Linked DNA regions of Mus musculus: regions 1, 2, 4, 5 and 6 are each linked to region 3. Evidence: chromatin contacts called from public HiChIP or PLAC-seq data. All regions are on one chromosome and are shown on one strand. The core of a region is the stretch at or near the end of the contact, and the rest is flanking DNA. Distances in the headings are between cores, read along the strand shown.

Evidence for each region. HiChIP or PLAC-seq counts read pairs in DNA pulled down with a chosen protein or histone mark.
Region 1: an H3K4me3 HiChIP or PLAC-seq map of stem cell-derived neural progenitor cells shows a contact between it and region 3, with 4 times the contacts expected there. The contact joins the enhancer-like site here to the promoter of Llph in region 3. A contact is called at or near these places in 4 of 39 promoter capture datasets (cranial neural crest, liver, maxillary cranial neural crest and 1 more), 3 of 484 Hi-C or Micro-C datasets (embryonic limb bud, embryonic stem cells and nephron progenitors), 17 of 115 datasets of contacts at active chromatin or transcription factors (acute myeloid leukemia, astrocytes, bone marrow-derived macrophages and 10 more) and 2 of 9 other capture datasets (embryonic stem cells and liver).
Region 2: a contact with region 3 is called in an H3K27ac HiChIP or PLAC-seq map of embryonic fibroblasts, with 8 times the contacts expected there. The contact joins the enhancer-like site here to the promoter of Llph in region 3. A contact is called at or near these places in 11 of 39 promoter capture datasets (the 3T3-L1 cell line, 3T3-L1-derived adipocytes, the HPC-7 cell line and 7 more), 1 of 15 datasets of contacts at CTCF or cohesin (the NIH/3T3 cell line), 15 of 115 datasets of contacts at active chromatin or transcription factors (bone marrow-derived macrophages, craniofacial prominence, differentiating embryonic stem cells and 9 more) and 2 of 9 other capture datasets (liver and pancreatic islet).
Region 4: an H3K4me3 HiChIP or PLAC-seq map of bone marrow-derived macrophages shows a contact between it and region 3, with 2.5 times the contacts expected there. The contact joins the enhancer-like site here to the promoter of Llph in region 3. A contact is called at or near these places in 6 of 39 promoter capture datasets (3T3-L1-derived adipocytes, embryonic stem cells, frontonasal cranial neural crest and 2 more), 3 of 484 Hi-C or Micro-C datasets (embryonic stem cells and palatal mesenchyme), 7 of 115 datasets of contacts at active chromatin or transcription factors (bone marrow-derived macrophages, embryonic limb bud, embryonic stem cells and 1 more) and 1 of 9 other capture datasets (embryonic stem cells).
Region 5: a contact with region 3 is called in an H3K4me3 HiChIP or PLAC-seq map of bone marrow-derived macrophages, with 3 times the contacts expected there. The contact joins the enhancer-like site here to the promoter of Llph in region 3. A contact is called at or near these places in 5 of 39 promoter capture datasets (cranial neural crest, frontonasal cranial neural crest, maxillary cranial neural crest and 2 more), 5 of 115 datasets of contacts at active chromatin or transcription factors (bone marrow-derived macrophages, embryonic limb bud, embryonic stem cells and 2 more) and 1 of 9 other capture datasets (embryonic stem cells).
Region 6: a contact with region 3 is called in an H3K4me3 HiChIP or PLAC-seq map of embryonic stem cells, with 6 times the contacts expected there. The contact joins the enhancer-like site here to the promoter of Llph in region 3. A contact is called at or near these places in 4 of 39 promoter capture datasets (embryonic stem cells, frontonasal cranial neural crest, maxillary cranial neural crest and 1 more), 3 of 484 Hi-C or Micro-C datasets (embryonic stem cells and palatal mesenchyme) and 9 of 115 datasets of contacts at active chromatin or transcription factors (bone marrow-derived macrophages, embryonic hindbrain, embryonic limb bud and 2 more).

Annotation. Positions count from the first base shown.
Region 1 is chr10:120,677,222-120,680,472 of GRCm38.p6, reverse strand. No RefSeq gene overlaps it. Among named protein-coding and RNA genes, the nearest start is that of Gm35062, 9.6 kb to the left of the region's middle. Within about 2 kb of position 1,607, at least 5 of the 459 cell types and tissues checked have an H3K27ac peak or open chromatin away from gene starts, as enhancers often do.
Region 2 is chr10:120,720,607-120,723,993 of GRCm38.p6, reverse strand. No RefSeq gene overlaps it. Among named protein-coding and RNA genes, the nearest start is that of Gm35130, 3.3 kb to the right of the region's middle. Within about 2 kb of position 1,318, at least 23 of the 459 cell types and tissues checked have an H3K27ac peak or open chromatin away from gene starts, as enhancers often do. A contact at or near this core is called in embryonic fibroblasts, where this site is marked.
Region 3 is chr10:120,225,643-120,228,964 of GRCm38.p6, reverse strand. It overlaps Llph (LLP homolog, long-term synaptic facilitation (Aplysia)), which reads right to left and starts at 1,905. Exons shown (of 3, transcript NM_025431.2): 1 at 1,842-1,905; 2 at 762-991. The coding sequence starts at 984.
Region 4 is chr10:120,575,327-120,578,689 of GRCm38.p6, reverse strand. No RefSeq gene overlaps it. Among named protein-coding and RNA genes, the nearest start is that of Gm34952, 49 kb to the right of the region's middle. Within about 2 kb of position 1,594, at least 33 of the 459 cell types and tissues checked have an H3K27ac peak or open chromatin away from gene starts, as enhancers often do. A contact at or near this core is called in bone marrow-derived macrophages, where this site is marked.
Region 5 is chr10:120,615,585-120,618,718 of GRCm38.p6, reverse strand. No RefSeq gene overlaps it. Among named protein-coding and RNA genes, the nearest start is that of 4930471E19Rik, 19 kb to the left of the region's middle. Within about 2 kb of position 1,853, at least 112 of the 459 cell types and tissues checked have an H3K27ac peak or open chromatin away from gene starts, as enhancers often do. A contact at or near this core is called in bone marrow-derived macrophages and memory CD8 T cells, where this site is marked.
Region 6 is chr10:120,549,993-120,553,392 of GRCm38.p6, reverse strand. No RefSeq gene overlaps it. Among named protein-coding and RNA genes, the nearest start is that of Gm34952, 23 kb to the right of the region's middle. RefSeq lists an enhancer at 1-1,435. Within about 2 kb of position 1,357, at least 93 of the 459 cell types and tissues checked have an H3K27ac peak or open chromatin away from gene starts, as enhancers often do. A contact at or near this core is called in bone marrow-derived macrophages, embryonic limb bud, embryonic stem cells and 2 more, where this site is marked.

The sequences.
Region 1 (3,251 bases), core at 358-2,857, 450 kb before region 3:
TACATATTACTATTTTCATAGAAATCTTATTTGGAGCACAGTCAGATTTGTAGGGGTTGTCTGCAATTGCTGGTTTGGAGTTTTAAGCAAGTCTTAGGCTTGTGGACACCCAAACACAGTCAGAATCTCTCAGGTCCCCTCATTGGGGTCCGTTCAAGGTGGGAACCCTCACCTCCTGCCTGTGTTAGTCAGCTTCCTGTCACTAACACCTGAGATAATCAGCTCATGAGGGGTTGGTTTTGGCAGACAGCTCTGCAGATCACACCCATGATCTGTGGGTCCTGTGGTTGGGTCCTTTGGTAAGGACAGTTATCATGGCTTGAGGACAGATAAACGGTTCAGGGGGAAGAATGGAATTGGGGCTTCCAAGACCCGGTAGGCATAAACCTCCGATTATCTAAAGGCTTTTTGTCAGGGTGAGCACTGGATGGCGAGAAAGCCTCTGACTGAGCTTCAGGCTCAGAGCCCTCGGTCATGGCATAGGCCATTCCTTTGTAGTGAAGCCATCATGCAGAATGGTCTTTATTGAGACACGTCCACCTCTTCCCTCCAATGTTTACCCGTTGGCTCCACTTCTGTTCTTTTCCAGCTTCACATCGTAACTCTACAATGAACAACTCTGCTGCATAATTGCCCTTATGTGAAAACAGCCCTCATTTCCCTCCCTGGCACCCTCTTTCCTCCTCTTCTCTAGGACAAGCGCTCGCATCTCTTTTTGTCCCCATTCTTCAGTTGACAATTTCCAGACAATTTCCCATTCCCAAGACTCTATAGAAAGTTTCTTTTCCTCCCTCTCTCCCTCTTCCTCCCACCCCCTTCCCTGTCTCTTTTCAAGGGCTGGCTTTCCTCGAAGAGCAAACACAAGCTATTCTTTTCCAAGATTTGATTGAATAACCATTCTATCCACATCGTGGTACTGTGATAGTACACCATAAAACATTTTACTGCCTTGCGTTTCAATAGAAGATGGCTGCATTTGTTAAGCAAGCTCTTTCCAAACAAGTCATAGTAAAAAGTTTATAGCATTCCCCCCCCCCCCATCATCACAGAACTTTTTAATGCTGCTCCTTTTGTTTGGTTTTGGTTCTAGTTTGGGGGCCTTCTGCCTTGCCTGCCCCTCCCCTCCCGCCCCTGCAAAGTATCAGAGCTATGCTGGACATTCTCTTGAAGGGTTTCCTTTTGGAAACTTGGTCTTAAAACATCTTTTCTTGGAGATCCTTTTCTGGGTTTAGACTATGAATCAGTCCGTGTGGAAATAATGATACCATCTGTGTGGTAGGGCCCTGTGTGGCGCATATGTGCAGTATAAAGTCCGTTTATATGTGGTTTGAAATTGTATCCCAGGGTTTGGAAAAATGAAGAAGTTTATGTGATGGCTATCATGGCCACACATGAGGTGTTGCAGAGACACACATGTATTCTAAAATATACATATCTATAAGAATACACATATCTGTGTACGAGTCTAATGGAAAACATTAAACTATCAAAGCCTTCAGGCAAATGTTTCATAGCTATCTAATTGCGCATCTGTATAGTGTAACCTCTTGACTTCTTAAGTCAAGACTTGGCACTACTACCACAGAGTAAATACCAGTTACAATTAGCATAGGGACTGCATGGTCCTGGGATTACATCATTGAGAAGCTCAAATATGTAAAGGTAATACTAACAACTTCCGGAGGGAAGACTCTGAGATGCCGCCCTTCGTGATTCCGATTTAAAGCGTTTAGCTCTGGGTTTAGTGGGAAAGGTCTCTTCCTATAAAAAGAAGCTGGGATGGAGTCCCCATGTCAGATGCATCGCATCCCTGACCTGTTATCCACAGAGAGCTGTGACTCTGCAGAGTATGAGAAGCTGCGCCGCGGTGTTAGTCGAAGGAAACATCCTGACTGCTTGAAGGTATCAAATAGGGAACAGTTGGACAAGCAAGCTTGATTAAAGACAGCTGACGTCACTCCGGGAAGGGGAGCAGTGCTTAACTAATTTGTTGGAATTCTTTGAGGAAATCATTGCCCCAGTGAGCTGGCTTGGGGGGTGGGGGGAGAGAGGAGGAGACTATAAACTGAGTTCTTCAGAAAGCGCTCAAAAGGAATTCTCCACTGTGGGTTCAAATGTTTAAGGTCTGAAGTCATGGAAATACAGGACAATTGGCATAGTTGGCTAAAACTTTGGCAAAGTGGGGAGGAAAAAGAGGGTGACTACCGACACAAACCTGTCCTCCTTGGAAACAGGATGGCAATGGGGTGGTCAGCAAAGAAGCTACATCTGATCTGCCACAGGGACCTGGGCTTGTAAAGGGCTGAGAGAGTCAAGGGAGAGGTGAGGCAGGGCTGGGGACTCAAGCATGGGCAACCACAGGCAGGCAGATCCTCTCTCCACCTGGAAGGACGAGGGCTTCTCAGATTTTCAGTAATAAAGCCAGTTTTTGTTTAAATACCTCACAAATCAATCCACTAACCATTACATCTATTGCCTGCTGAGACACAGAACTTCTCGGGCATGTGCTGAAATGAAACTAGAGTTTTCCTTTTTCTGAAGGAGTAGAAAGAGACAAAGAGAATTCACAAAGGAACCCTTGAGCTGTCTTGTTTGTGGGATGCCGCTCCACAAGTCTGCAAAATCAAGTGTTAGGCCTTTCCCCTGGTGATTCCCAGCACCATGTGAACTCATAGATAGATAGATAGATAGATAGATAGATAGATAGATAGATAACTATAATCCTCAGCACCCAAGAGGCTGAAGCAAGATGAGTTTAAGGGCAGCTGTGAAGACAGTCAGCGGAAAGCTGGTCACACAAAGCCACCACTCTTTCCTCACTCTCAGTGATGTAACACATTGCTACCCAAGGATTGATGTTCCGAGGATGATGTGACCCTGTTCACATTGACGTCTACCCTTACCCAGATTTGACTACTGCATGGTACTTGTCCCCCCAGGTTCCAGCAGAGGGAAGGTGAAGGTAGAACTTACTCATTTGTTTTTAGTGCCCCTTCGACGAGACAAGATAAAGACACTCCACACACCTCTTTGAATGTTTCCCTCTGACAGGAAAAAAAAAAAAAACATTTTCTCACATCTACCCACTCCAAATCCCTCTCACAGCTTTTGAATGTCATGTGCATTTTCTCCGAAAAGACAATCAATTAAACTTTTGCTAAGTGCAGTGTCAAGAAAGTGTATTTAGTGAGGCATTTCAGGGGGAATATTTTTTAAAGAATCCAATGCTAACAAGAGAAGGAGTGAATGCA
Region 2 (3,387 bases), core at 69-2,568, 500 kb before region 3:
CATGCCATGTGCCCAGTCTTTACTGTCCTCTTTAGAAAGTCAAAGCAAACATCTGGGAACTTTAGTGAACAGCCCAGGCTCTAAGGCTCTCAATGAAGTGGCTGACACAAAACTAGGCAGACTCAGTAACTACCTTTTAAAGAAAATGATGCCTTTTGGCACCTCCATTATTTTAGCCCCTTCACACTTGCCTGTCACTTACAGAAGAAACATACCAACCAAAGGACATTATAGAATACGTATTGATTATCAATTCTCAGAGCCACCATTCACTGAGTACTAGTTAATTGTTTTCGTTTAAGATAAACTTTCAGGTTAATTCTGCTGAAATCCAGAAAGCCGGGGGTGGGGTGGAGTGGGGGGCTGTACATGTAGTACTATTTACCAGAGAGATGAGGACATCTTCAAAGCCAATGGCAGAGAGAGGATGAAGTTTGGATGTGGAAAGAGCATTAGGAAGCCAAAGGTGTTGTAGCTCCTTGAATGGCATAGAACAAACAAGACAGAGATTATAAAGACAAGAAGGCTCGAGGGGTGGCAGAGTGTGGGGATTACACCAGGAACGGTAGAAGGATAAAGCTTAAATCGGAGTGGGCAGTTGGCTGCATATGCAGCCATACCCAGCAAGTCTATCCGCCTATCCATCACCATCCAGAGTCGTCTCCACAGGTCAAAACAGCTGTCATGAGCTGGTTGGATACAGGGCTGTTTAAGCAGTTGTAAATGGGATGGAACTGGGGGTCGGAGACCACACCAAATACAGCCAGTACCTTGTGGTGAGTGCCGTGGGAAGCTCTGGCTGGGCCCTTGGCTCTGTCCATTCCATCTTTTCTGTCTTTCCGTCTCCACTCCATCCTTTTGCACCTTCCTGCTGACCTGGCCCCTCACTCCGAAAGCCCTGCAGGCTGAGAGACCTCAGATGCGCTACTCTGCTCCACCCACTTTCCCACACTCAGGAGGACCTTGGGTGGGGAGGTTGGAAGGGATCAAGGAGAGCATCCTGCTGAGATGAGGTCGGAGGCAGCCTGGACATCAAAGGTACCCAGGCCGCAGAGCTTGGGAGGAGGGCAAGGCCCCCTAACAGAAGGAGCCAGAGAGTGTTCCTTGCTGGCTCCTCTTACAAGGAAAGCCTCTCACCTTGTCTTTGAATTAAAATGGGAAGCCAAGATTTTTTATCCCAAAGGCTATAAGGGAATTCTTAAACCGCAGGTGTCAGTTTCTATTAAAAAAAAAAAATTAAGTTTCAGACCTCTGGCTAGTGAACGTCTGAGAGAGCAGTTGAATGAATCATTAACTCTGTTTGGATGCTTCATGTAGGTCAGTCAGACTTCCTGCTGCTCACTCCGGGAAGCACACTCCAGATTCTTTAGGGAGAGACAGCACGTTATCCTCTAGAGCATCTCCAGCCCTTGATTCGCAAGCAGGCTGCCTCTCACAGCAGCCATTCTGTGCGATCAAGCCCATGGTGAACCTCTAGGGACTCATTTCCTAAGCTATGTTAATAATCCTAACATTCTTAGGGAAGCCAGTTCCCTCACAAGTGGTAGGATGCCCAGCCTCTGTGGGGAGAAAATTTGAAAAGGGACTTCCTAACGTCCCCCCAAACGACAGAATACGATCACCTTGCAGACCTCCTCTGCCCCCGCCTCCACATTCCTCTTCACTTATATAGCCGTTGGGTTTCAATGGGAAAACCAAAGCCAGGATACTTGCTAGACACCCGACAAATGCCAGTTTGGGGTGGGAGTCTGAGAGGACTCTGGGTAGGAGCTGTCAGACCCGGGGATAGCTGCTCCCAGGGAGACCCAGCATTTTAGCGCTCACAGAAGGCGCAGGCGCACAAGGTCTTCCATCGTAACCCCAAGTTCTCTCCAAGCCAGCCCCACGGACTCTGGCAGGATAGCCTAAGGTGATAGGATTGGAAGGAAGTTGGGTAGGGAATTGAAGGCACTGTGTCCTCCCTCCCTGACTCCGGCTTCAGGTAAACGTGTGTATTTAGCTACAGCCACAACCACGAAGTGCCCCCCCCCACTCCCTATCCCCGAATGTTTTCTTGGAAGTCAATTAAAACAAGGTGAATCACAGTAGGAGATAAAAACAAATAAATGCCAGCTGGCTGAGGCTTACCAGCCCTTGACTGGTTTGTTTACACATAAAGAACAAAACAAAATAAGATAAAATAAAACACTGTCATCTTTCCTCATAAGAGCTGTAATTAGACTTGTGCCTCGCACAAGACAGAGAATGGATCCCAGTGCCCGGCGGGAATTGCTGTTGCCTCAATTCTCAGCGTTCGGCAATTTTTTTTTTTCGTTTGGCAATTTGTTTTTGCTTGTTTGTTTGTTTGTTTTGTTTGGTTTGGTTTTTTTTGGTTTTTTTTTTTTTGGCTTTGTTTTGTTTAATTTGACCATTTTCTGATTCTGCCAGGAGGCATATTTTTCTCTCTAGCGCACATCTCTAATCAGTATCTACCTCCATGTTTCTCTGGCTGTGGTATAGTTAGCAGAAAGAGCAGGGTTCCTGGGGGCAGGGATGGGGGAGGGGAGGGGAGGGGAGGGGAGGGGAGAGAGAGAGAGAGAGAGAGAGAGAGAGAGAGAGAGAGAGAGAGAGAGAGAACTCAACAATCTACAAGCTGGATCACAGTGGCTTGTGAGGGCCACATCCCTTAGGAGAGACTTGGCAAACCTGGGTCAAAAGACTTACACACTCTTGTCTGGCTCACATGCCTTCAAAGCTCAACTGTTCTGTGTTCTCTTTGGGTTACAGATACACAGCAATTCTCAGCATCACCATAGCCTCCTTTGCTGATCCCTGCAACTCCTGCCTGAACCCTTTCCCAGTTTAATCGTGCAGGAATGCTGTTCCAAAGACGTAGGGTCATAAGGGTGCAATAAATCAATCCCAATACACCCCTAATGAATGGCAAATTAAACAACATTTGTTTCAGGTTCATAGGTCCTCTTGGAAGATGCCATTTTAATGCAAACAAAATTGCCGCCTGTCAGGTATGAAGGGATAGGAGGGTAAAGTGAGGAGGACTTGTAGTCTTCTGTGCCTTTTAAGATAAAGGATTTTTGTTTTGTTTTGTTTTTCTTTTCACCAGAAATAGCCACAAAGTTAATTTGCTCAACTAACTGACTCCGAGATCTTTCTGTAGTTCTTATCCTGGAACAGAAGTTTCAGAGCGCTGGGAACTCTGGGCTAACCTAGATCCTCGGTTCTGTTTTTACTGACGCTTGTTATGGGGATGGGCTGGGGTAGGCGTTTCTGGGAGGCTGGCATGCATGCCCCAGGCTGCAAGGTTTGAGCTAAAACAAATCTTCCAGTTACATACAATGATCACAGAGACTCGGCCCTTTCTCACCCTCGCTTTCCACCCAGGGGCTG
Region 3 (3,322 bases), core at 656-3,155:
AAGTGAGATTCTGTGACTTTCCAGGGTAATTAAACATCTGCCTAGATGCTAAGCTCCATCCCGCAGTACCATCAGTGCCTGGGGCATTCAAGCTGCTGTGTAATTGCTGAAGATCCATTCTAAACAGCTCAGCGATGCTATTCACAAACACTGACTGTGAAACAGCTTAGCACAGTCTCTAAAAGAAACGTAAGCTTCCAAAGGATAAAGACGTGAACACACCAGGTATGTGAGGTGCATACAGTGAGCACAGGACAGCTCCAAGTGTGATTGAAGAGGAAGTGTTTACTGTCGAAATGAGGGAAGGTACAGTCAGAAGAGTCCAGAGCAGGAGAGAAAGAAGACAAAACATCGCCAGTGGACTGAACCAGGCCATGAGAGGAGAGAAAGTGGGGTGGGGGTTGGGGAGGCAAGAGAGGAAGAGAAGTGGGGTAAAGGCGACTGAGAGGAACGAGAGGATCCAGGAGCCGAGAGAAGCACGGCCGAGACGGCAGTGTTATATGGGAGTGAGAGGGAGGCTTGTGAAGTGGAGACACTTGGGGGTTGGGGGGAGGAGCTGAGAGGAACCAGGGTGCCAGCATGTACTTTATTATCTAATAAGCTCCACAGCTAGCCATTTGTCCCCAGTTTCTTTTGGACTTGACACTAGGGACAAGTAGAATGGGTAGAAGACGGCTTTAAAAAGACAGAGAGAGACCGACCCCTAAGAGAAAAGTGGATCATTTTTTAGAAAAACCATGTAAATGAAGACCGAGGCTCACCCTTTTCCTCATCTGCGCCGTCACACCGCCCTTCCTCACACTGCATTTTCTCCTGGCGAGGTTTGGCTACCACCACGGTTGCTATCTCCTCAACGTCTTTCATTAGAGCATCCCCGTCCACTCTGAGGATACTCTTCAGTCTGTTGAGCTCCCTTGGCGCATTCTTCTTTCTCTTCTCGGCCCGCATCTTCCTCTTCCACTTACTCCGCAGGCTTTTAGCCATGCTTCACCTGGCGGTGAACAGAAACACAAACAAAAGGTTTACTGCTCACACCCTTGACTGGCAAGGACGTGGCCAAGCAGCCTTCTCTTCAGAACTGGGACAGATGGAAGAGAAGTTGTGCTGTGCCCTCATGCTTAGCTTATGTAATAATCAGCGCAGAGCATGAAAGGACTAAGTCCGGACACGTCAGGCCCCTTTAAGTAGGAACAAGTCGTTAATTCAAGCCGTTCTCAAAGAGCAGCTATGCATAGTAGACACAGAAAGCGAACAGCTCCGCCTTAAAATCACCTATTGCGCTGTTCTTATCCAATATCCGTCACCACATCTTTAGTGTGAACTTTTAACAGCTTAAACCATAGCTCCCTGCCTTTTAAAGACTCCTCCCCTCGTGTATCAAAGCTCATCCCGCTCCTCTCGGGCCTCCGACTTACTCTCTAGCCCCACACGCACGCAAGCTCCAGTCCGCACAACGCCCACTTCAGGACCGTCACATCTCCGATCTAGGTCTGGAAATGGCTCTCCCTAAGGCTCGCTCTGATCCTCCGACTCCTGTCAGCTCCTTTCTACCAAGTTCGGCTTCAACCCGGAGCTACCGTCCCCGTCTGCGGACTGCGGGGCTGAGCCGGATCCCCCGGGGCCACCGCTCTGCTGCACACCGTACAGGTCACGAGAACCGTGGGGTGGCTGGGTGAGGTCCCCTGAGCGTCAGCAATCACCAGTGGTCCGTGTGCGGGACCCCGAGCCTCGCCCTCCCGAGCCCCGCACCGAGCGAGGATGCGGTCAGGTCTCGCCGCGGAGGCAGGGTCCGAGCCAGTCCTTCACGCCGCGGAGTTGAGTCCAAAGCCCACGCAACTCACCTGAGAGACAACACCGCGCACCACGCGTGGGACGCCAACCGGAAGTACAGGCGCTTCCGGCTTCCGTTCAGGGGCCAGCGCACAGCATGCCGGGATCCTTGAGAGGCGTGGTCTTTGGGGAGGCGTGGTCAACCAGCTGTCTCTGTCATCCCGAGGCTTTGGCTGACCCCTACACCTACAGGAGAAAGTTTAAGGAATTTCCTGTCGGGAGTGGCAAATTATAAATCAAAGCATCTCAAAGCCTTGGATGGGCCAAGCCTGGCCGGGGGCCCTGTCTGTGACAGCCTCACGAGAAAGGATACCAAAGGGATTGCTCAGCTCTGATCATCCTGGAGCCCTTTCTGAGTTTTGTTTTTGTTTAATTGCAGTCTAGAAATTTTCTCATTTCGGCTGAGGATCCTAGGAGGTACGCGGCTGTGAGGATGTATCAAATTGTACAACTTAAATACGTCACGTCGACTGCATGCCAGTTATATTTCAAAGTGTCACCCAACAGAATAATCTTTCCTTATCCCCACGAATTTAAAGGGTAAAACAAGCTATTTCAACCAATGTTGATCTGTCCAAACTATTACATACCTGAGACAAAGCTAACCTAGGGTGAATGAGTTTACAAAAAAAGGTGTGGTTTTTGCATGTGCTTCTAATATTGCACAAGCTATGGGCGATACGCAAGTCTCTTTAACACTTGTGAAAGATAAGAAGAGTGTCTTAGGGCCTAGATAGTACCTCATTCATTGATCTTCAGTGGGTGATTAGGCAACAAACGTTAACTACCCAGACTTACCTGGAAACAGTGTTTTCAACAGATCACCACATTCAAGCATGTATGTGTACCACATGTGTGCCTGGTACCAGAAGAGGCCAGAAGAGGCCATCTCATCCCTTGAACTGGATTTACAGTTGGTTGTGAGTCACCACAGGGGTGCTGGGAACCAGTTTTACTTAGTTTTACTTCCATTACTGTGAAGACACCATAACCAAAGCAACTCTTAAAAAGTAAAACATTTATTTGGGACTGGCTCACAGTTTCAGAGGTTCAGTCCATTGTCGTCATAGCAGGAAGCATGACAGCATGCAGGCAGACATGGCGCTGGAGAAGCCCAGATCTGAAGGCAGCCAGAGGTTCTCTTCTGAACTGGCTGGAGCTTGAGCACTAGGGACCTTAAAGCCCACCTACACAGTGACACACTTCATCCAATAAAGTCACACCTATTCCAATGAGGCCTCACCTCCCAATATTGCCACTTCCCATGAGCCAAGCATATCCAAATCACCACAGAACTGAACCCAGGTCTTCTGCAAGAGCAAGAGGTGCTCTTAACCACTGAACCAGGTCTCCAGCCCCCTTTATAAGTGATGACTTATAAAATCCCTGTTTAATTGCTAGAAGAGCTGTGTCTTTTTGAAGAAACCATGCATATAGTGGAGCAAGCACTGAGATTTTTAACCCAGGAAAAATACAGTTGGCATTATAACAA
Region 4 (3,363 bases), core at 345-2,844, 350 kb before region 3:
GAGGGTTCTGTGCCTCCGACAGGCCACACATTCATTCCGACATTTTTTATCCTCAGCAGGCTCAGCTAGACCAAAGAGGAAACTGTTTTCATTTTTCTTTAAAAAAGAAAAAAGAAAGAAAGACATTGGCTATTAGTCTCAGTTGCTAGAAAATGAACTGGTCAGGAAGCCTATCAATTTCTCGACACTCCATTCCATATGCTGAGGGATTCCGCACCCCGGGTTTGCCTTTCCGACTCCCATCAGACGTGTTTGTTGGTTTTGAACGTAGCGATCTGACTATGTAACGCATTCAGAGTCTGAACTATTTATTCCATGACAGTACATATCGTAGCAAAATTTCAAAATGGTTCGATAATATAATTTTAATTCTGAAAAGTCATAAGACAAAAATCTAAGCCCTTTAAAATGTTGCAAACATCTAAAGCATTCTGGGAAAGTATTTGAAAGGTGGCTAAAACATTGTACACATTGAAACTGGGGGGGTTAATACCATTCGTTTTTGGAGTTTTGTTTTGTTTTGTTTTCTCTGTGCTGACTGATGCCATATTAAGAGAATTGATTTCCACCACAGGTTCTCATCTCTCCAAAAACCACTTTAAGAGGAACTGTATTCGGTTGCTGTTCTCAGTGGAGATGCTGGTGTATTCTAAGACAGAATGGAGGAAACCCACATGAAATACAGAAACTTGGATTAGTTTTGACAATGGGGAGAGATTCCGTTTCCTTTGGGGAGGAGCACAAATGGAGGCTTTCCTTGGTCAAAGGCTCCGAGAGACATCTGGCTGCAGAAGACTGGGGTTTTCTAAAGGAATCTACTTTACGGTTGGTTTCCAACTTCTAAATCCTTGGGAAACAGATTAGCTCTGTGGCATAGCCTTGTTTATTCGAACATATTAGAAATCAAAGTGGGCTTGGGCTGGTAAAATGTCTGAATCGAAGATTATTTGCACAGAAGTGCATCTGGGTCCCTTTCAAGGACGTACAGTTGCTGAAACATGGCTAATAAAGTTTCGAAGCCAAAGCCTTTGAAGGGACTCTTTTATGAACTGTAAGGGCAGCTGAGAGTAAATTATAATCAGCAAGCCTATTGTTTCTAACATTCGGGATCTTGAAACCTGTTTGTTCCTGGAAGACTTCTCCTCCAAGTCTAGTTTTCACTATGAATTTTTTTCTGGGTGCACTTTTTATCCCTAGATAGTGTTTTAGCTTAGGGCCCTATGAGAAATTGGGGTGGGGGGGGGCTCCCTTCCCCAGCTGCTGCTTCCTCATCTGGTTCAACTTCAGAACTGGGCCTCCTGTGTTCTCTTCCACTGTATCCCAGGCGGATGAAGGATGTCCCCCAGCTCTGCCTAGTCCCTTCCTCAGTGGGCTTATACACTCAACCCCATAACACCATCAAATGAAAAATCCTCATTTTTTCCCCCTCCTGGAAAACCTCACTAACCTCACTAACGGGTTTCTGTTACCTTGGTCCAAAGTATCAGCAAGGCAGCTGATTTCCTGGTCCCCAGTTCCTGAGACCCAATGTAGTCACAGTTCCTCACCAGCCTCCTGCCAGTCAATCAGTTCATCTCTCAGGAAGCTGAGAAACCGACCGTCTCTGATCTCTACATCCCTCTACACTCCTAGCCCGGTGACTCACTGGCCAGGCCTATTCTGTGTGGTTACCAGCTTCTCTGCTTAGTAGGCATATGGGATAATTTGCAGTTTTACAAGCACACTGTAGGCTTTAAAAACAAAACAAAACAAAACAAAACAAAACAAACAAACAAAACCTTATCTTGTTTTCACAGAATTCCGTAAGACTAGGAAGCTTTTCCCCCATTTTCTTCTCAATTTCCTACCAACTTTTCAGAATCTAAAACAGATCCATAGCCTCCATTTGTGTGTGTGTAGGTGTAACTGCTACTGATAAGCATATAAGCATATTTGTAAATTCATGATCAAATAGGTTGTGGAATATATATGTATATATATACACATGTATATATATATTAATATTTATATATGTAAATTAATATGATACTTGTAAAATAATTTACATTTAAATTTTTGTCACCTGTACCATCTGATTTAATCCTTGTACCAAATGTATGAGCTGCACAGTGTCAACGGCTAACAGGTGAGGACTGTAAATCTCAGAGTTTTGGTAGATTGGCCATTATCACCCAAGGAAAAAGTGACAGAGACAGAACTCACACCCTGGACTTGTAATAGCAATCCCAGAGCGCTTTGGGACCATATCACAATGGCCCCCATTCTAGTGAGAGACAGTGATGTCACCGCAGTAATTTCTGCAGCAGATGGGGGAAGAGGCCAGGCCACCAAGGGTCACAGGAGGTTTGCAAGCAGAGCTGAGACCTGATCAAAGGCTTGCTGTGGAAAGATTGGTCTGGTGACTTCGGCCTGGACCCAGGCAGGAAAGCCCTGCTGGGAACCGGCTTGCCCCTCTGGACTCCTGTGGCTCTTTGTTTATGCTCCTGGTGCAGTGTTGATCTGCTGTGGCAAGCTGGTTATTTATTTATTTACTCCTATCCTACTACCCACCCCCTGCTGCGGACTCGGCAGGATTTAAGGTGGCTTTCATTGTCTTCTATTTCATCACCGTGTCTATACAACCATATCTCAAGTATGTCTGCTTGATGGTAAGGCCAGCAGAGCACAGACAGCGTCAATTTTGAATTTTCAGGCGCACTGCATGTTTGACATGCCGGGAGTGATGTTTAAAGTTTGGTGAATGAATGAATGAGAAGGACGTCTGCGAAGACAAATGGGGTCAGTCAGGGACATGGCTAAATACATCACAATAGTGGGGCACTTTGAAGTCATATGCACTCCTTGATAGGATGAAGCAGACCAACATGAACTTAAATGTGAGAGGGCTGTGATCTATATACTGTTGACATATAGAATACATATGTATTATATATGGAATAGAGTGCATGTATGTGGTGTGGTGCCCAACTGCCCAAACTCGCTATTCATTTAGAAATATTAAGAGTGGTTGCCTCTGGAAAAAGTGTTTGGATAGAGAAGACTCAAGTGTTAGGTTAGAGGTTGTATTCAGGGTTATTTTGTACAGACTACAAAGCCCATTTTACAACCTGTATGACTTCCGTGTGTCTGGAGAACTTGGAAACCTAAATTATATATGACTAAGGACCAACGGTGGAGCTTCTCAGTGAGGGATGGAAGGTACCCGTGTACTCCTCCCCCCACCCCCCAACACACACACTAAAGGTTCTCATTCAGTTTCATCACGGGAAGGCTTCCCAGTTTATACCAAGATCTATCTATCTCTCAGCCAAGCATCCTTCCCTGGAATACCCGAGCCCACACCTCACAGGGCACGCTGCCCCA
Region 5 (3,134 bases), core at 604-3,103, 390 kb before region 3:
AGAGGGGGGCAGAAAGAGGGGGGCAGAGAGAGGGGGCAGAGAGAGGGGGAGAGAGAGGAGATGGAGAGAGAGGAGAGAGGAGAGAGAGAAAGAGAGAGAGAGGAGAGAGGGAGAGAGAGAGAGAGAGAGAGAGAGAGAGAGAGAGAGAGAGAGAGAATATGAAAACTGGACCTAACCTGAGCTTTTGAAACCTCAAAGTCTACCTGCAGTGACACACTTCCTCCTTCAAGGCCACACCTACTTCAACAAGACCACACCTACTCCAGCAAGGCCACACCTACTCCAACAAGGACACACCTTTTTGTAGATCTATCCATTGTGACAGGGCTCCACAACTCCGCACTTTGATTGGTTGTGGTTTCTCTGTAATAACCTCTAGCCGTTGCAAAGAGAAGTCCCATTAATGAGGGCTAAGACGTGCACTTTTCTGTGGGTATATGAATACATTTGAGTGTTAGAGATTAATCTAGTTTGGTAAAGGGGTGGTTGTAGTTTCTCCTCCAAGATCCATGACTTCACTAGTCCGGGGCAGCTGGCTAGTGTTCCAGCATCAGGCAAGATTCCCTCCTCTTGAGGGGGTCTTAAGTCTAATTACAGACCTGTTACCTCCAAAGTAAGGATGCTCCCCTAGGGTTATTGTGCCACACAGGTCACTGCTGTGGTCCATAGGCGCTGTAGTTGGATAAAATTGCTGGCTCTTTCTCTCCTGTGGAAGCTGGCATGGTGCCTTCTGGTGCCAAGAAGGCTAGCCCTTAGGAAGAACCATTCGGGTCAGTTCCAGTTTAGGGGCCTGTGCATGGTGTCTATAGCAAGACACCAAGAGGAGAGATTTACCTCCCACATCTGGAGGGCATCCAAGGAAAATAACAATAGTCCATAGAGTTTTGGGAATGCCTCAGATAATCCTGACCAACAACTCAAAAGAGGTCTTCTAAAGCCTGATGTGGGGGTTTCCTTAGGTGGAGGTGGTCTTTGGCTCTTGGAAAGAGCATTGTTAGCCCAGATGAAAAATATATACACATCTATATTTGTGTGTGTGTGTATATACATATATACACATATATATGTATATTGTTTATAGATTTATATTATAGAATTTTTTAGGCAGACAGTTAATAGTATGATCCGTTTATGAACTTTTCCAATATCCTTGCTGACATTTCATCCACCTCTCTCCTTTGTCTGTATTCTATCTCTATTTCCCCCTCTAATTCTTGTTACTGAATAATTTAGTGAGTTCGGAAATGAGGTCACCACGGCTCCCCGCCACTCGCTCCGTCTTGCTCTTCATTTAAGAACAAAATCAACAACTATGCTCTGCAAGTTTGTGGGTGCATTTAATTCAAACTTCTTTGCTTCAGATTCAAATCAATGCCAAGTATTTTGTAATCCCCTCTTCCTTCCATCCTCCTTCCCTCATTTCTAACCCCCTTATCTACAGTCAAGGAAAAAAAAAAGTTCATTTATAGGAGAAAGGAATCCACTGGAACCAAAGATGCCAGCTTGGGACCCTTTTCTCTGTGTGCCTGCTGGGGCGTCCCTGGAGTGTGGGAGCAGTTTCTGGGAGGTCCACAGGCTAGGTCAGCCAAGGGCCTTCTCTTTCCATTCATCCCCAACTTGACTCTGTATTCAGCTGAATATAGTTAAAGGATTTATTGCCGTCATTTTGCTCCTTAAATTAAGAGTCATTGTGGTGAGAACAAACCATAGCAATATGGCCCAACCACAAAGACAGAAATTACTTTGTAAGTTTCAAAGGATTTTCACCAAAGAACTGCTCTGTGCAGAGGGTGTTGGGGGAGACATCTGATGGAGACACGTTTTCTTCCGCCACTATAATAAGGTATGTGTACCCCTCCAGAGACGTGAGTCACATCTCCTGTGACAGGAAGCTGTGGATAGTTTCTGTGGGTTTGGGGGTGGGGGAGAGTTGTGTGTGTGTGTTAAATTTTCAACGCTGCCTGTTTCCTATGACTCGTGAGTGGCTCATCACCTGACTCATGTGCTCTTCTGGGAGGGGGTCTCCTAAATGTGGCTTTTAAATCTCAGTAATAAAGACACCCAGCTGTTCTGATTCCTAATAGGATGAGAGAACACACAGGAAATGGAGTCAGAGCTTTGAGTGAACATTTTCTGAGGTCATCTCTTCCTGGCTTTCTGCAGAATTATGCATAGACTGCTCTAGGCTTCAACACTTTTTTCTTTTTTTAAAGACCTTATTTTAAATGTTCCCCTCTTGGCCTCAGTAGATTAATAGATTCCAGTCAATCCTTTGGTTTTGTTGTTGTTTTCCAGGCTAAAGCCACACTTTGCTGAAGCTGACCCTCTGTGGGATGTGTACCCTGAGCCCCACTGACCCAGTCAGCAGGGAACTTGGCAAGTTCAGCGTAGATGAAGCTCAGGCTATAAGATTTGTAGGAGATGATGCAGGCTAAGATGGGAAGGGAAGCCAAGAACTAGATGTGCCTCTGTGCCAACCTGAGACCCAGTCTTTGCTTTTGCTTGGCTGACTCTTTCATTTTAATATTCAAAGTGTGGTCCCCATTTTGATTTAACATCCAGATCTCTCTGTTTCCTTGAGGCATGTTCATGCCCTCTCAGTTTGGGATGATTCTCACCCGCTTCTACCCCCAGCATTACAGTCTTGCACTATCTATCCCCCCCCCCCCACCCCAGCTATACAGCCTTGCACGATCTACCCACCAGCTATACAGCCTTGCACGATCTACCCCCAGCTGTACAGCCTTGCACGATCTACCCCCAGCACCTCTCTGGCTTTTCCTTCTGCTCTCTGCTCCAGCCACATGCTCCCTTGACTATGCCTGAAATGCACTCAAGGCCTCTACCATGTTCCCTCTCTGTCACACGCCTCCTGCAGATACTCATTCGTTTCATTCTTTACCTTTTAAACCCCTTTCTCAAAGTCCCTTGACCAGCAGCTTACAGACTTTTAAAGTCCGAACTCCCTATCTCCCCTACATGGTTTTTCTACCCATCCCGCTGCTTTGCCAAGCTTATTGCATGTATTGCCTGCCCTGACTAGAATGCACGTTCCCTAGGGGAACAGCGTTTGTGTACCGCTTGGTGTCAAGATCTAGAATACACCTCTTCAGGGCATATCTCCCAGGATGAAT
Region 6 (3,400 bases), core at 108-2,607, 320 kb before region 3:
TGCCTGGCTCAGGTCGAACCACAAAGTCACGCCTAACGTAGATTTGCCCATTGGCTGCAGGCCGGGCGCCCCTCAGTCTGAGGGGGGCGGAGTCTGGAGGGGGTGGAGTCTATCGGCAACTGGGCCACTGCTCCCACCCTTCTAGGGGACCCTTGTTTGGCGGTTTCTTTTTCCTCTTTGGGAAAAAGTTACCAACTTCATTGGCGTCGCTGCTCTGCAACTAGTCCCTCCAACCCCGCTCCCGGAGGCTGAGCTCAGATGCTCCGCAGACGCCGCCCAGCGGTCCAGGCCAGGGGCCCCGTGCCTCTGTCGGGGTCGCCTTTTCTCTGCTTGCACCCACGGCTACACCGATCTGCACAGCAGCATGGAGCCCGCACGCTGCCGGGTCCCCTCTCCTGACGTACACCTACCCCACCCCCTAACCAGTAGGACACTCTCCATCCTACTCCGGGTCCTCTTACGTACACCACCTTCACTCTCACCGAGGCTACCTAGAGTCACAGCCTCCTCCCTCCCGGTGGTGGCCGCCTTCTGTGCGTTCCCTAGGGTTCGTCATGCGCTAAATCTCCTGGCTCACATTTAGGGATCATATCCCCGCGCGCGCATTTTCCGAGATCACCCACGTGCTCTCATTCTCATTCTGCCCCAGCAACGGCCCGCATTGCGCGGTGGCCCCTCGAGCCGCGGATCGTGGGAACCAGGCTGGGCCCCTTCGTCCCTGTCCCTCCTAGGTCATCCATCTCCCACCCAGTCTGCTGCCGAGACTTCAAAGGCGCCCCTGCCGGCGCGGGCCCCCTGACCCCGTGCGCAGAGCAGACGGCTGGGGCGCTCGGCGCGGAGGGAGGCCAGTTGGCTCATCCAGACACGCTCGGTCCTGCAAGTGGCTGCGTGGGTACCGAAACGGCCTTGGGTCTAGCCGTACAATAGCCTCTGACAAGGCCGTACCACGCTCGGGCCACCTAGGGTTGTCCCCCACCCCCATTCCCAACCCTCCGCCAGCAAGGTCCTTGATTCGTTTCTTCCGGAAGGAAATCTGGATCAGGACTGACTCCTTTCCAAGCAGAATAAGAAAAATCGTTCCCAGCGCTTGCTCCCCCTCCTAAAAATAAAATAAAATCAAATCAAAATAAAAATAAATAAGAGTCTCCCCTGACACTTAAGCAGCACTTCCTTCTTTCTTCCCTCCGTCCCATTCGGACACCCCTAATTGACAGACTCTAATCCCCGGATCGGAACTACTTCTGCCGGGAAGATTTGGCCGGCTTTTCCTTTTCTCTCAGCATTCCTGAAAAGCCAATTCGTTCTGAGCTGCGTTGATGGAGGGCAGGGGGGAGGAGGGTTACTTCCAACTTCTGGCACCACCTGGGTGGTCGCCATAACCCAGCGGTTCCCTGTCAGCTGTGTATTCTCCTCCACTCTATAAAGGCGGCTTTGCGGGAATCGTTAAGGCTCTTCGCCATCGATCTGCGGGGTACATGTATTGATTTATACTTATAATCAACTACAGTGTGAGATTTCGGGGAGGGTGATGGTGTGTTCCCGGTGCATAACTAACTGTGGCTGTGTGTTTGGAGATGTTGAGTTCAAGCGAAACAGCTTTTTGCATGAGGCTCTCTAAACATTCTTTTTCACACACTTAAAAATATTAAGGCTGTGCTCCACAGTTCAGCATTTTGATTGGCTGTGGTTTTCTGTAGGTAAAACACTCCAAGAAAAGATGGGGGAGGGGGGGTTACGGGGAGGGGGCGTGTCTCAGCATAACTTCGAGTCCTTTAAAAGGAATAGGTTAAACTTAGTCGGCAGCACTAAGATACATATTATACATACAAGGGAGAACACAGAAGCCCTGAGACTGCCACTAAACAACTCAGGCTCACAGCTTTCTCCACCCTAACAATGTTTCCTCACTCTGAGGAATCATTGGTGATCTTCTGGTATGAAAGTCTGAGCTGTGAGCAAGAGAGCAAACTGGACAGGAATTGCTCAAAGGTGGAAGACATCAACTGCTCTGCCTTACACAGGATTTGTCGTCCAGTGGTGCCTGGGCCTTACGGTACCAATGTGGATGGGGGTACGCAGACCCTACCTGGAGGTAATTAGGTCTTTGGGACACCAGTCTCAAAACCTGCTAGGTTAAGGTGGTTCTTGTGGAACCCTGGTTAGTTCTGACGAGATGAGTTGTGGTCCTGATCTTGTCTAGCTTCCTATGTCATCATATAACTGCTCCCTCTCCCACGTGCGTTTCCTTTCAGCCGTCCATGAGGTGACGAGCTTAAGGCTCCTCAGAGCCCAAACCAAAGAAGTTGCCTGATCTTGGGATTTCAGTTTTCATAACTTTTAGTCAAATAACCCTTATTTCTCTATAAAATACCCAGCCTGGGGTATTTTGTTGTGTTGTTGTTGTTGCAGCAAAAGAGAAAAGACTAACTTAGGATCATCCCAGCTGGACATGGTGCTATGTGCCTTTCATCCCAGCCACTAGGAGCCAGAGTCAGGCAGATCATGAGTTTAAGGCTAGTTTGGGTTACATATTGAGTTCCAGAACAAAACTAGAGAGACCCTGTCTAAAACAAACAAACAAACAAACAAACAAACAAACAAACAAACAGAAAACCCAAAACAAAACAAAAAAACAAACAAAAAACCAAAATAAAACAGCAAAATAAGTTATTAGAATTATATCTCATTTAAAGTATGAACAGAAGTTATAAGTTTACATTTTTAGGAAAATTTAATTTTTAGCAGCAACACAGAACAGTGAAGAGCAGTTCATGACAGTATTCCTGAACAAAAAAGACCCCTGTAAGAGGTTGATAGTCAAGACCATTTATTTCATCTAGCAATGGATTTCTACGTATCTCTTCTGAGGCAATATTGGTCTTTATTTTGTCTCTGAGTAAGTACACAAGTCTCCAAGCGATGAGTTAGTACTCATATCCCATTCACTAATAGATAAATAACGCTGTAATAACAGCTCTTATAAGGTGGGCTCCTGACTTTCGTATGAAATTGTGCCCCTTGTTTTTGTTCCCAGAAGTAGAATTTGCTGAGGTGGATGGTCATGTGTCTTCTTCATCTTTTGCCCTTCTCTCCATATGCTCCTTGGGTGCACTAAGAAGACGGTCGCCTCCGCTCAGTTTGGGGTGTGAAATACGCAGTTTTAATTTAGTATTTTGTAACCACAAGTTCCAATCTTTGAAAGCACCATGGTTCAGTAGAATGTCCCAATGGGGGTAAACCTGTGTGCCCTTTCATGGTTTTCTGTTCATTTTGGACTATTTTCTAAATTGCCACCTAATTTCCTGCAAAGGAAATCTCTCCCTATGTCAAACCAACACTTTTCAAGTAGGACAGATTTGTAAAGTTCAGACTACCTCTGGTTTATAGTCTATACCAAACT